Regions from separate parts of the Mus musculus genome. Here region 1 is linked to region 2. A link is a contact called in public Hi-C data. All regions are on one chromosome and are shown on one strand. Each heading gives the region's core, a stretch centred on a gene start, on an enhancer-like site or on the middle of the called end of the contact. The rest is flanking DNA. Distances are from core to core; before and after follow the strand shown.

Evidence for each region. Hi-C and Micro-C count contacts between places; a contact is called where the count stands out from the background.
Region 1: a Hi-C map of the C2C12 cell line shows a contact between it and region 2, with 3 times the contacts expected there. The contact joins two enhancer-like sites. A contact is called at or near these places in 1 of 15 datasets of contacts at CTCF or cohesin (the NIH/3T3 cell line), 5 of 484 Hi-C or Micro-C datasets (the C2C12 cell line, fibroblasts and liver) and 3 of 115 datasets of contacts at active chromatin or transcription factors (cardiomyocytes, a colorectal cancer cell line and kidney).

The regions. Positions count from the first base shown.
Region 1 is chr14:22,615,994-22,621,863 of GRCm38.p6, forward strand. All of the region lies in intron 5 of Lrmda (leucine rich melanocyte differentiation associated), which reads left to right. Among named protein-coding and RNA genes, the nearest start is that of 4930405A10Rik, 76 kb to the left of the region's middle. Within about 2 kb of position 4,513, at least 3 of the 459 cell types and tissues checked have an H3K27ac peak or open chromatin away from gene starts, as enhancers often do. A contact at or near this core is called in the C2C12 cell line, where this site is marked.
Region 2 is chr14:22,805,189-22,810,936 of GRCm38.p6, forward strand. All of the region lies in intron 5 of Lrmda (leucine rich melanocyte differentiation associated), which reads left to right. Among named protein-coding and RNA genes, the nearest start is that of Gm30926, 6.7 kb to the left of the region's middle. Within about 2 kb of position 3,258, at least 77 of the 459 cell types and tissues checked have an H3K27ac peak or open chromatin away from gene starts, as enhancers often do. A contact at or near this core is called in the C2C12 cell line, where this site is marked.

The DNA.
Region 1 (5,870 bases), core at 3,263-5,762, 190 kb before region 2:
TCTCAATTTGGGGTAAGCTCATGCCAGGCAGAAGGAAGGAAGTAGAATATTCAAGGTCATGGTTTCCTGGTCTTTGCCGGGAGGTTGTCATTTATTTATGAGCTGATCATCTAGGTTCCAAACTTAGGAGACAACATTCTGGCCTTTAAAAAGGAAGAAAGAGACTTTGGGGTTTTGTGGCTAGAGGAAGCTTCTTAGGATCTTCCAGCTTCCAGGGGAAAGGGGATACGTTTGAGCTAGTCAAGCTTTAATAGCACTGCCACTCAGAACAAGTTAGAAATAAATATGAATGGAGCTTCAAGATTGTGAGCATTTTAGAGACATGTCTGAAAATTAAACAATCCAAATCCAGGATCTATGTACCAAGCTACTAAAGATTAGGGTTAGGGCTTTTCTCACTTTGGGAATCTTGGTTCAGGTTAATGGAACTTGTCTTCTTATTTCTATAACCTGCCCTAACCCCAACTCTTTGTTAACTGTTCAAACACACACACACACACACACACACACACACACACACACACACACACAAAACACACACACACACACATGCACGCATGCACACATGCACACATGCACACGCACACACACACACACACACCTAACACACACACACACACACACACACATGCACGCATGCACACATGCACACGCACACACACACACACACACACACACATGCACGCATGCATGCATGCACACACATGTACACGCACACACACACATGCACACATGCATGCATGCACACACATGCACACACACACACTTGTGTGTGTGTGTATATATATATGTGTGTGTGTATATATGTGTGTGTATGTATATACATATATATATGTGTGTGTATATATGGGTGTGTGTTTGAATATGTATATGAATAGCAACACCAGAAAGTATAAGATCATGAAACTCATAGAAACTGTAATTCACTAGAAGGTTGAAAAACAGTATTAGAAGATGCAGGGTATGTGTTAGGATATGAGTGCTACCACATAGCGCCTCTCTCTCTCTCTCTCTCTCTCTCTCTCTCTCTCTCTCTCTCTCTCGCTCTCTCTCTCGCTCCTCATTCTCCCCAAATGTCCAAAAGAATCTTAAGGAAGAGTTTCCTTTTTGAGGGAAGGCCTTGTTTATCACTCATTTTTCATTTCTAAGAATCATAACCTCAGTGTTTTAGGACTTCTAATACAACCACCCATCTCTCCACCCACCCATCTATCTACTCATCCACCTATCATTCATCTACCATCTATCTGCTCTCCTATCTCTCTTCTCTATCAATCAATTACATTCCATCCATCCATCCATCCATCCATCCATCCATCCATCCATTTATCTAATACTTACTAAGTATATCAGTCTGCGTGGAAGGATTTGGCTAGAAAATGATATAAATAAAAACCTCCTAGGTCATTTTCTAATAAAATATAATAAAAGTTTAAAATAAACTGTTTCCCTACTTTGATCTCTTCTGTAGCGTCTTGCTGCTATAATATCTTTCTTTGTGGATGTGCCAGTACACTCTTACTCATTTTAGTTTTGTCATTAGCATATTCTATTAGAATTAGATGGACAAAAGCTTTCACAACAAACTTTTCAGAGTGAGTGCTTTCTGATTTTAGATTGGGCTCTAAGGTTGTATGAAGAAAAATGGCCTCCATAGACCCATAGGAAGTGGCACTATTATGAGGTGTGGCCTTGTAGGAGTAAGTGTGGGTTTGTTAGAGGAGGTAAGTCACTAGGGGCTGTGCCTTGAGATGTTAGATGTTTAAGCCATGCCCAATGTGGCAGTCTTTTCTTGCTGTTTGTAGATCGAAATGTAGAACTCTCAGCTCCCCTTCCAGCACTATGTCTGCCTGTGTGCCAGCATGCTTCCCCTGACCCCTGCCATGATGATAATGAACTAAATATCTGAACTGTAAGCCATCCCCAATTAAATGTTTTCCTTTATAAGAGTTACTGTGGTCATGGTGTCTCTTCACAGCAAGAGTATCCCTAAGACGGGCCCTGAAGGAAGAATCACAGAGTGCTGGGCTTATTTGGGTCTTTCCATGACAGCCATTAGAGCTCTTCTGGAAAGTGCCACTCAGCCATTCCGAGTAGTTCCTTGAATAAGTTCAAGTGATTCGTGATGGCTACTCTTGCTTGTAGACTTGACTACATCTGGAATGAATTAAAACTCAAACATCTGGGGATACCTATAAGGGACTTTAAAAAAATGAAGTAACTTGAAGTGGAAAGACATACTTTTAATCTGGATCTTCTGAGGTGTGAGGATCCACCTTTAATCCAGAGCTTTAGAGGTGGGAACACCTACCTTTAATCTAGTTCACACCTTCTGCTGGCAGCCTTCTAATTTTTAGACCTGGCTTTAATATAGTCTAGGACTTGGAAGAAGGATGCTTGTTTACTTTGTCTGATTGTTATCACTCTTGCTTGTAAGTCCATTCCTTCACTGACATTAGAGCACACTTCCTCAGAAGTCTGGTGTATACTGAAGACTGGCTGAGCCATCCAACATTATGGATTGAACAACTACTGGATTCTTGGACCTTGCAGTGGTAGAAGCCATTGTTGGACTAGATAGACCACATTCTAATAAATATCCTTCCTTCTTTCCTTCCTTTTTCTCTCTTTTCTATCTATCTATCTATCTATCTATCTATCTATCTATCTATATATCTATATATATATATTAATTCTATAAATTCTGTTCTTCCAGTGAATCCTAAATAATAAATGACTGGTGTAATACTGTTGTATCCCTAGAGTTAGATGGAAGGTTTGTGTTTGATCACTTGATGGTTTCCAACATCCCATCTCCTGAGGTTTCAATATGGACTGTCCCCCAAAAGGTCCATATGTTGAAGGCTTGGTGCCAAACTTCTTAGTGACTGGATCATGAAGACTTTGGCTTTAGTCGATGGATTAAACTATTGATAGACATATACTTTAATAGACTATTGGTAGGTGGTGGGGACTGGAAGGTGGGGTCTGACTGGAGGAAAGACTGATGGTAGGAAGTGTTATTTGGGTCTAGTCCTTATTCTAGGTCCCTTCCTTTGTCTCTTTCTATGCTTCCCAGCCACAGTGACAGGAGCCATTCTGCTCTGCCACACCTCTCCCCATGATGCTCTCTGCACAACTACAGATCCACAGGGATGAGGGCCAACAACCATGGACTGAAGGCTCTGAAACGTCCAGTCAAACTTAATCTTTTCTTCTTCTAGCTGTTTTATCTCAGGTATTTTTTTCACAGCAATTAAAAATAAAGACTAACACAGGATAAGAAAAAGAAAATCTTGATAATAAAAATTCTAAGTCAAAAAGTTGCTCAAGGACCAGGAGAAGGAAAGAAGATAATGAGCCAACTGGAGAAAATATAATCCAGCATATTGGAATATAGGAGGCCAAACAAGAACTCAGCTCAAACCTTTCAAAGCAATAGAGGGTGGAGTTGCTTTCTATATTTTACCAAATGTCCTTTAAAAGGCACTTAAATCCTTTATTAATAAGGGAAAGGACCCTTGTCTCACAGATATATCTGTTGCATTTATTCCCACTGGGGAAGGAATAGCATGAATTGCATAGCACAGAATCTTCTGTCTAAGGTTCCTGAGGTCATTTGATGCCAACACTAGGTTTTCTATTGTGTCTACTAAACTTTCAGCCATTCAACACTTCTCTCTCCAGTGTTGTCTCTGCTTTATCCAAGTCAGTATGTCTCTCGAGTTCTTCCTGCTCTTTCTGTCCGTTCACTTGCATAGTCACTGCAATCCAATGTCTTCACCAACTCTTTCCATTTCTAAGAAAGGTACTCTGTATCTTCATCCCATCAGCAATCCTTCAAGCTCATTATCAGATCTTGTCTCCTAGGACCTTTTCACAGTAATTCCCTAGATTTAGCCCATTATAAGCTGTACTCTGTGTGTGTATACATATATATATACATATACATATACATATACATATACATATACATATACATATACATATACATATACATATACATATACATATACATATACATACACACACACACACACACACACACACACACACACACACATATATATATATATATATATATACATTTTTTCTCAACTGCAGAGCTGGAAAGGTTTCTAATCTACTGCTATGCCTGTCAGGCTTAGAGATGTTTCTACACTGAACATTTATCATCTTTCCTGTCAGTGAGCCACTCTGAGAGGATCACTTTTCTTCTTGTGGCCAGTCACCAGAGGACCCCCATTCTCCAGGGCTCAATTCTCCCACAGCCAAGTTTCTGATAATATATGTACAAGACAATGGCCAGCCTTGGGCCAGGAGGAGATCCTGCAATTTATTTGGATGCTTGCTAGAGGTCATACCACAAGGCCACTGTCCCCATATCAGCTTTGTCTCAAGAGCTGACTCATGTTTTTCATCTAAATCATAGTGAGTTACCCATTATAAACACCTTGTAAAACTCAAAAGGCTTTATGGCTGTTATTAGCTACTGCAGTTGTGATTTACTGGCAATTTCAGGCTGATGTGTGGATGAGTATGCCCAGGGCACCATTTGTCCCATCTACATGAGTCAGAATAGAGAATAGCTGTGCTCTGGGAAGCAAATGCCCCTTCTAGAGAGGCCTGTGGCATGTCTGAGTTTGCTCATGTTTTAAATGAGCAGGTCAGTCATTTCTTCCTCCAGGTGGGGTGGCTCTTCACACCTCCACCTGAGGACCCTTGTTGGGAAGCATGCAGGGGGGAGTCAGTTTTCAGGCTTCTAGTAAGGCTTCCAATATTGGTGAGAGAGAGAGAGAGAGAGAAATAGAGATCTGAGAGACAAATGCCTGACATGGCCCTGGCGACACCCCTATGCCTGTTAGTATTCAACAACAGATTTTGCATGGGTCTCTGGTTCATAGTATTCACATTTCTCCCTTTCTCCCTCTCTGCTCTACATCCCCAGGTGAAAGTATCACAAAGTGACTTCCTGTGTATTGTATAAGCTTAGATAGCCATGAATTACACATTGCAGAAGACAGATAGTTTTATCTGTTTTGGTTTTTCACTTTCTTTTTAATCCCACTCTTGACTTAAGGTGGGGCCAATGACAGCTCGACTCTACAAGGGTTAGTCTGCTGTTTTAGATTTGGGAATAGAACTATGCGCAACTTAGAAATTAAGTTTGTAGTTTATTTGAAGGAGAAGCAGTGTCTATAGAAGCACACTCGTTGGTACAATATGTAGGTACAAACATAAGTATCAGTACCAGATAAGCACATTGTGTTTGCATGTGTATGTGTGCATTATGCATACATGTAACACAATGTGCTACTTCTTGTCTTTTACATAGTTATACAGGCTCTGGTCTCAGCCATCAAAGCAAGATGATAAAGATTTATGCTTGCTCCCATTAGTGCCTTGCCCATGAACTTAGGGTAGGACAGGCAAGAGGGAGTTAGCTTGTGCATCACCATGTCTCAAAGAAAACCTATTCAGGAACTTTCTATTAGGGGTTTATTGCTTACCTAGAATTGATTTGTCAAGCATATGTTAAGAGGTTACAGGGAACAAAAAATAAACGAGATCAAATTTCTTACATATCAGAGAAATGTAAATTGGGATGAGAATAAATGATCACTTTGTGGTTACCAGACTGGAATAATTACAAAAACGGACCACGGCAAATGTTATAGATGTTGTAGACCTCCCCCCCCCCCCCATGCTCAATTGGATGAAGCAGCAATTCCAGAGTGCAGGCTGGCTTCACTGAGTTGAATTAATATACTCATACCCCCTGACCCAGCAATTCCACTCCAAGATATATAGCTCAATGAAATTCTTCCATAGGTCCACGAGGAGGTGTGTATGAGGGTTTTCATTAAAGT
Region 2 (5,748 bases), core at 2,008-4,507:
TGTGAAACAGCTTATAAATTTTTACATACATGTGAGAAGAATCGCTTGAAATCCAAAGCTGCCACTAGGAATAATTAGGAGTCACAGAACAGATCTCAGTAATGTGACAGCAGCTCCTAAAACATCCCACAGGATAGAGAAACACAAGCTGGCATGACCTATATGTTTAATAATACAGATCATTGCCCTTGAATGTAAGCTAAAGGGCAGGAGTAAGTGCTGGCTTCATCATGTTTTCAGGGGGGAAAATCACCAAAGTTTATTTATGAATTTACCACACAAAGTTCCCTCACTCTGATTAGGAAACAACAGAGCTTTCTAAATAACAACTCAGCATGCAAAAAAAAAATTAGAACAAAACGAAACAAAACAGGAAATAGAAAAGGAAAGAAAAGAAAAGGAAAGGAAAGGAAAGGAAAAGATAAGAAAAGAAAAGAAAAGAAAAGAAAAGGAAAGGAAAAACCCAAACCACTGCCAGAACCTAATTTCTTATATTCTGTCATGCTTGGCAAAAAGTATTAGGTAAGCTCCAGCTTAGACAAATGACTCTGTTAACAGTAGAAATAACCTTTTGTTTAATTAGAAAATAGGAGCTATATGGGACAATAAAAATGGTTACTGCTGCCTCCCGTCACTGTTTACTAAATAGGATCGTGCTGGAGATAATGGTACGTTATTTATTTGTGCAATAGCACACACTTAGTAATTGTTCTTGTTGTTGCGAGTTATCCTGTATGAATATCATGCCGAGTTTGTTTCCTTTGATCCAAGGAAAGAAAATAGCATTTTTTTTTTTTTTTCAAAAAATGACCAGGGTCTCCCTGGATCCAGCTTATTGTGTCTGCATAGCTTTCAGCCCTCTCTGGTAAAGGTGGAGTCTCTATGGAACTGTCAGCTATACAGTGAGAGCTGGTGGCTCGGTTTGAACTGGCCAGTTTTGTTCAAGAGCACCTTCAAGATTTCATGGAACATTCTTTTCAGCTATACTACTTCATGTTCAGTCCAGCACAAGCAAATCCTATAGTCAGGCTGGAGGGGAAAAAACAAAGTCTCCCACCCCAGGATGTGATCATAGGAAGAGGGAGATCTTCATGAGTTCAACACCATAGATGAAGACCGCATTGAAACATAAAACACTGGTTTCTGTCTCTTGAGCTAGGGGTAGGGAGCTGAAGGTGGCACCAGATTTCAGAGTGGATTCCATTTGGTTTCTGAATGTGAATGCTTTAGTTGTGAGGCTGTGTATGCAGCTGGGGTGAGCAGCTAGATTTAACTTATTGCATGTACTCCACATGGCAGCTCATACCCGGTTTTCTTTGTGTATGCATGTGTGCATGTGTGTGTCCTGTGCATGTATGCTTGTGCACATAAGCACGCACACGCGCTCGCGCACGCGCGCACATGCGCGCGCACACACACACACACACACACACACACACACACACACACACGGAGGTCACAGTTAGTCGTCTCCATTTATAGTGTTCTATCTTTTTGATTTTTGAGAAAGGTTCCCTCACTAATCCCGAAGTTCACTGATTCTGCTAGACTAGCTGGCCAGAGAAATCCAGGGACCATCCTGTCTCTACGTCCAAACCAGCTCTGTTATTCAAGAAGTTTGCTTCCTTTCTCTAGCTTTCCCTAGGTGCTGTGAATCCAAACTCAACTCCTCTCCCTCTCATGGAGAGTGGTTAGCCCATACAGTTGTTTCCCTAGTCCCACCTCACACTTGGTTTGGTTTGGGGCTCCAGGGGGTTCCATTTTCACATTTTTATTGTGTTTCTGAGAGTAGATGCTCCATTTCCTGCCTTCTAGAAAAAAATATTGTGTGTACCTTATGATGTTGGGAGATTTACTTTTTATTATGGCTGCTTAAGGATTTATCCCTCCTGACTCTGGTAAGTGTGAGATATTTCCCCTGATCCTGGACTAGCTAGCATTAGGCTTGAATCACCTGGAGAAATCCATAGAACTTTGTATATAGTGTTTTTTATATTTTTTTTTTCACAATCTTCTTTCTATTAAAATCCTAAAGAGCCCTTTCTGGAGGGCTTTTCCATGGGCAACCTTTATAAAAATATAGGCCGTACGTCAAAAGGAAAACCACCACAAAACTCCTTTTCTTCACACAATTCATTTTAAGCTTCAAAATCCCTGCAAATCCCCAGTCTCCTTTTGCAGGCTGGTTCCCACTCCCCAGCCTTCCTCATCGCCCCCCTCAAAGGGAGAAAAAAGCATTTCTTCCAAGGACTGATAAGTCTTTGGCCGATGCTTAGCAACTGCATTCCTGGGCTGTAAGTAGCTGCAAGCCCCTTTGATGTGTCTGTCAGGGCAGATTTATTTTGTTTTAGCACATTGTCTACTTGTCCAGATGTATCGGGAGATAAAAAGAAGTCATGTTTACACTCCTCCTTCTCCTTCCTCTCTCTCTCTCTCTCTCTCTCTCTCTCTCTCTCTCTCTCTCTCTCTCTCTCTCTCTCTCTCTCCCTCTCTCTCTGAGATGTAATTAAATTGTGGATTTGATGAGTCTTGGGGAGTTCCACTTGAAGGAAACAGGAAGTGCCTGGAGTCAGGGAAAAAGGAAAACTTCTTTGGCAGTAGGGACACCTGACTTGGTCAAAAAATAGAGCCCAAGCAGCAGCTATGGCTCGGCTCCGGGAAGCTAGGGGCCTTGTTCTGAGTCTTTTGTCCCGTTTTTATGCAAGGTCCACACAAAGAGGGGCAATGTCCCTCCAGCCCTCCTGGGACTGTGTGTTCGTGAAACCTTCCTTGTTGCTGTATGCAGGCATGGACAGAAGACCTCTACTCTGTTCCCTCCTCCATCCTCTCCCCCTCTTCTTCCTTCCCTCTTTCTCCTCTCCCCTCCTTCCTCCCTTTCCTCCTTGTCCCCTATTCTGTTTCTCTCATTTTCCCTCTTCCATGTCTAATTTCTCTCATGTCAAGATACCACCCTATCACGTTTGTGGTGGCTCGTCTGTTGTCACTCAAAGCTAACACTGTCACTTGCCTGTTTCTGTATCCATGCAATCTCCCCTTCCCGGGGGGTTGATTCCCCTTGAAGTGTGGCTGCCATGCTTTCCGTCCTTTGCTGACCTGGGTTTCTTAATGTTCACATTTACTAACACCATTCCGCGTCCTGTTAATGACCTGCACCGACCAGGACAGGATATATAGTATTGCTGTAGACCGGCCGACAGCAGCGACCACAGTCTCTAATCTGCAGCACTGCCAGCTCTAGATTTACATCTCAAATAGGTTACACTACAGCTCCCCCTTCTGCTGACTGAGCCGCGCAGCACGAGGGCTGCATTGCAACCGGGCTCCGTCCCTAATAGCAGTCCTTAAGACCCTGTCTCCTGTCGTTGGAGGATCTGGCAGTGACTAATGGATGCTTCCCTGCACTCCTTTGGTCTTCATTTGGATTAAACATTTTATGATGCATTCATCAAAAAAATCACAGGTTGCAGGAGCAAGAGAGAAGTATAATAAAAGGCAAGCCCAATTAAGTGAGCCGTATGCTGCTTCACTTAGCATGGGGCCCAGTGGCCTCTTGTTGGAGCCCCAGCCCAGCCTGAGGACTCTGAATGCATCTTGGAAGCCACGGGCTCTGCTTTTGTTTCTATCACTTGTGGATCAGGCTGAACCCCGGGAAGGAAGTCTTCTTTTGTTCTAAACAACCTCTGATGACTCCTTTTGGCAAAGTGTGTGCTGTAACTTAAGCCCTTGCATGCAGCAAGAATCAACAGGGCCCTCCTTGAGAAGAGGCTGCCCATGAGGAATGGGGGTTGCAGGACCCTGTGTGTTCCACTCAGTGAGCATCAAGGGCTCTAAAGGGGTTATTTCCCTTAGAAAACAGTGTGCAGTGACTGGGAAGGCTGATACAAATGCTTTGCTACTTTGTTACGTTGTTTTGTTGTTTTATTTTTAACTTATTTTTTACTTTGTTGCTTTGAACCCGTGGAGACTGAAGGATGGTGTTTGTTTAGCATTAAATAAATGTATTTTATCGTGTGACAAGAATTTATTGAGACATTACTATGAGTCAGCTATTCAGGGTTGTGGTGACAAAATGTGTGGGGAGTTTGCAGTATAGCAGGGGACTATCACTAAGGCAGAGCATGCTGGAGAGAAAGCGTCAGGAGAAAGATTATTCTATTCGGTGAAGATCTCCGGATCTCAGGACTGAGCACCTGAAGGAATAGAAAAGCTGCCAGACAGGTTCCTGCTTGCCAAACAAGGGGAGAGGCAAGAGTCAGGCCTGCAAAGAAGGAAAGGCTGTGCCCTGGGGCCTTATTGGCCATGTTCAAAGCTTGAAATTCAGGCCAAACTTTACATGCTGTTTTAAGCAGAAAAGCAACTTTGTCAGATTTCTGTTTTAAAAGAACATTCTAAGGATTATTGCTTCAGCTAGGACTTTTGGGGTAGGCCAGGAACTCAGCCTCTAACTTGTCTATTTGTTTATTTGTTTGGGGACAGACTGTCCTGTATCTTAGGCAGTGCTCAGACTTGCTAGGCGGCCATGATGGTGTGGAACTTCTGATTCCCCTAACCTCGTCTCAAGCACTGGAATTATATGGCCTTGAGGCACCATGCCGGGTTTATGCAGTGCTGGGGACTGAGCTCCAGGCCCCATGCATGCCAGGCCAAGTACTCTGCCAGCTGAGCTTCGTCCTTAGCCCTCAAAGTGAGCTCTCCGGGGTTCTTTGGTGAAGGAAGGCGAGTGCGTGCGAATAGGGAGTTGTGGTGAAAAGCCAGTGGAATTAGTTTCATGCCGACCAAAGCCAGCACCCAGAGTCCCAAAATAAATTTTTTTTTAGTGTCGTTTTTCTCTTGGCTCGTTGTTGTTTCAGTGGGTTCACCTCCCCTTCTGTTTCCTGCCCCTGTGTCATTGGCCTCTCTGGACACCAGGGTGGATACTTGCAAGCTAAACCCAACAAACCCAGGGGTCCTGTGTGTGAATGAAAGGGAACGAACATACGGAGCCTTCTGTTTATGACTGTGGCAAAATACAGTTGAGACAGTCGAGACTTCTGCTGGGACAGAGTGAGGTCAGGAAAAACGTTTAAGAATAGCTTTTATGAATGGAATATGATGGAAAAAATGATCTCCGAAGCTCACCCTTCCTCCTCTCGCCTTAGTTCCTTCCTTCCTTCCTTCGCCTTTTCTTTCATTTACAAAGTTTGACATCAGGTTTTCCCTAAGTACCACACACATCCTAGAATAGGATTTCCCACAAAGGAAGCCTCCAGGCCTCCTTGTGTCCCTTCAGACCAGGGTGGATTACAGATTTGAAGACTTGAGAGGTGTATGGGGAGGTTTCTTTAGGAAATGCAGCTTTGAAACAATGCTACACCCCCCCACCCCCACCCCTGCCTCTGGCCACAGGAAGAAAGAAGTTGCTGTAATAATTAGAAATACTACATGACAGACTTAATCGTGTTGATACTTGGTCATTTCCCAAGCTGGATTCAGCTGCTTAGATCTGGTCTCTCTCAAGGAAACAGCTTTACACATACATGTTTAGATGAGTGGAACTTTTAGTGTCAACAACTGTTGATAGTATGGAGCAAATCAAGATGGCCTCTTTCCAGAATAGCTTTATGATTGATTATCACATCATTTAGGGAAAAAAAAAAACCTAAAAACTGAAAGGAAAACATATTTTGAAGGCTATTTTCAAACAACTCTTCTATGATTTCATTTGCTACCATTTTCTTGATTCTGTTCCAAGCTGAACAGGGCTGTGTA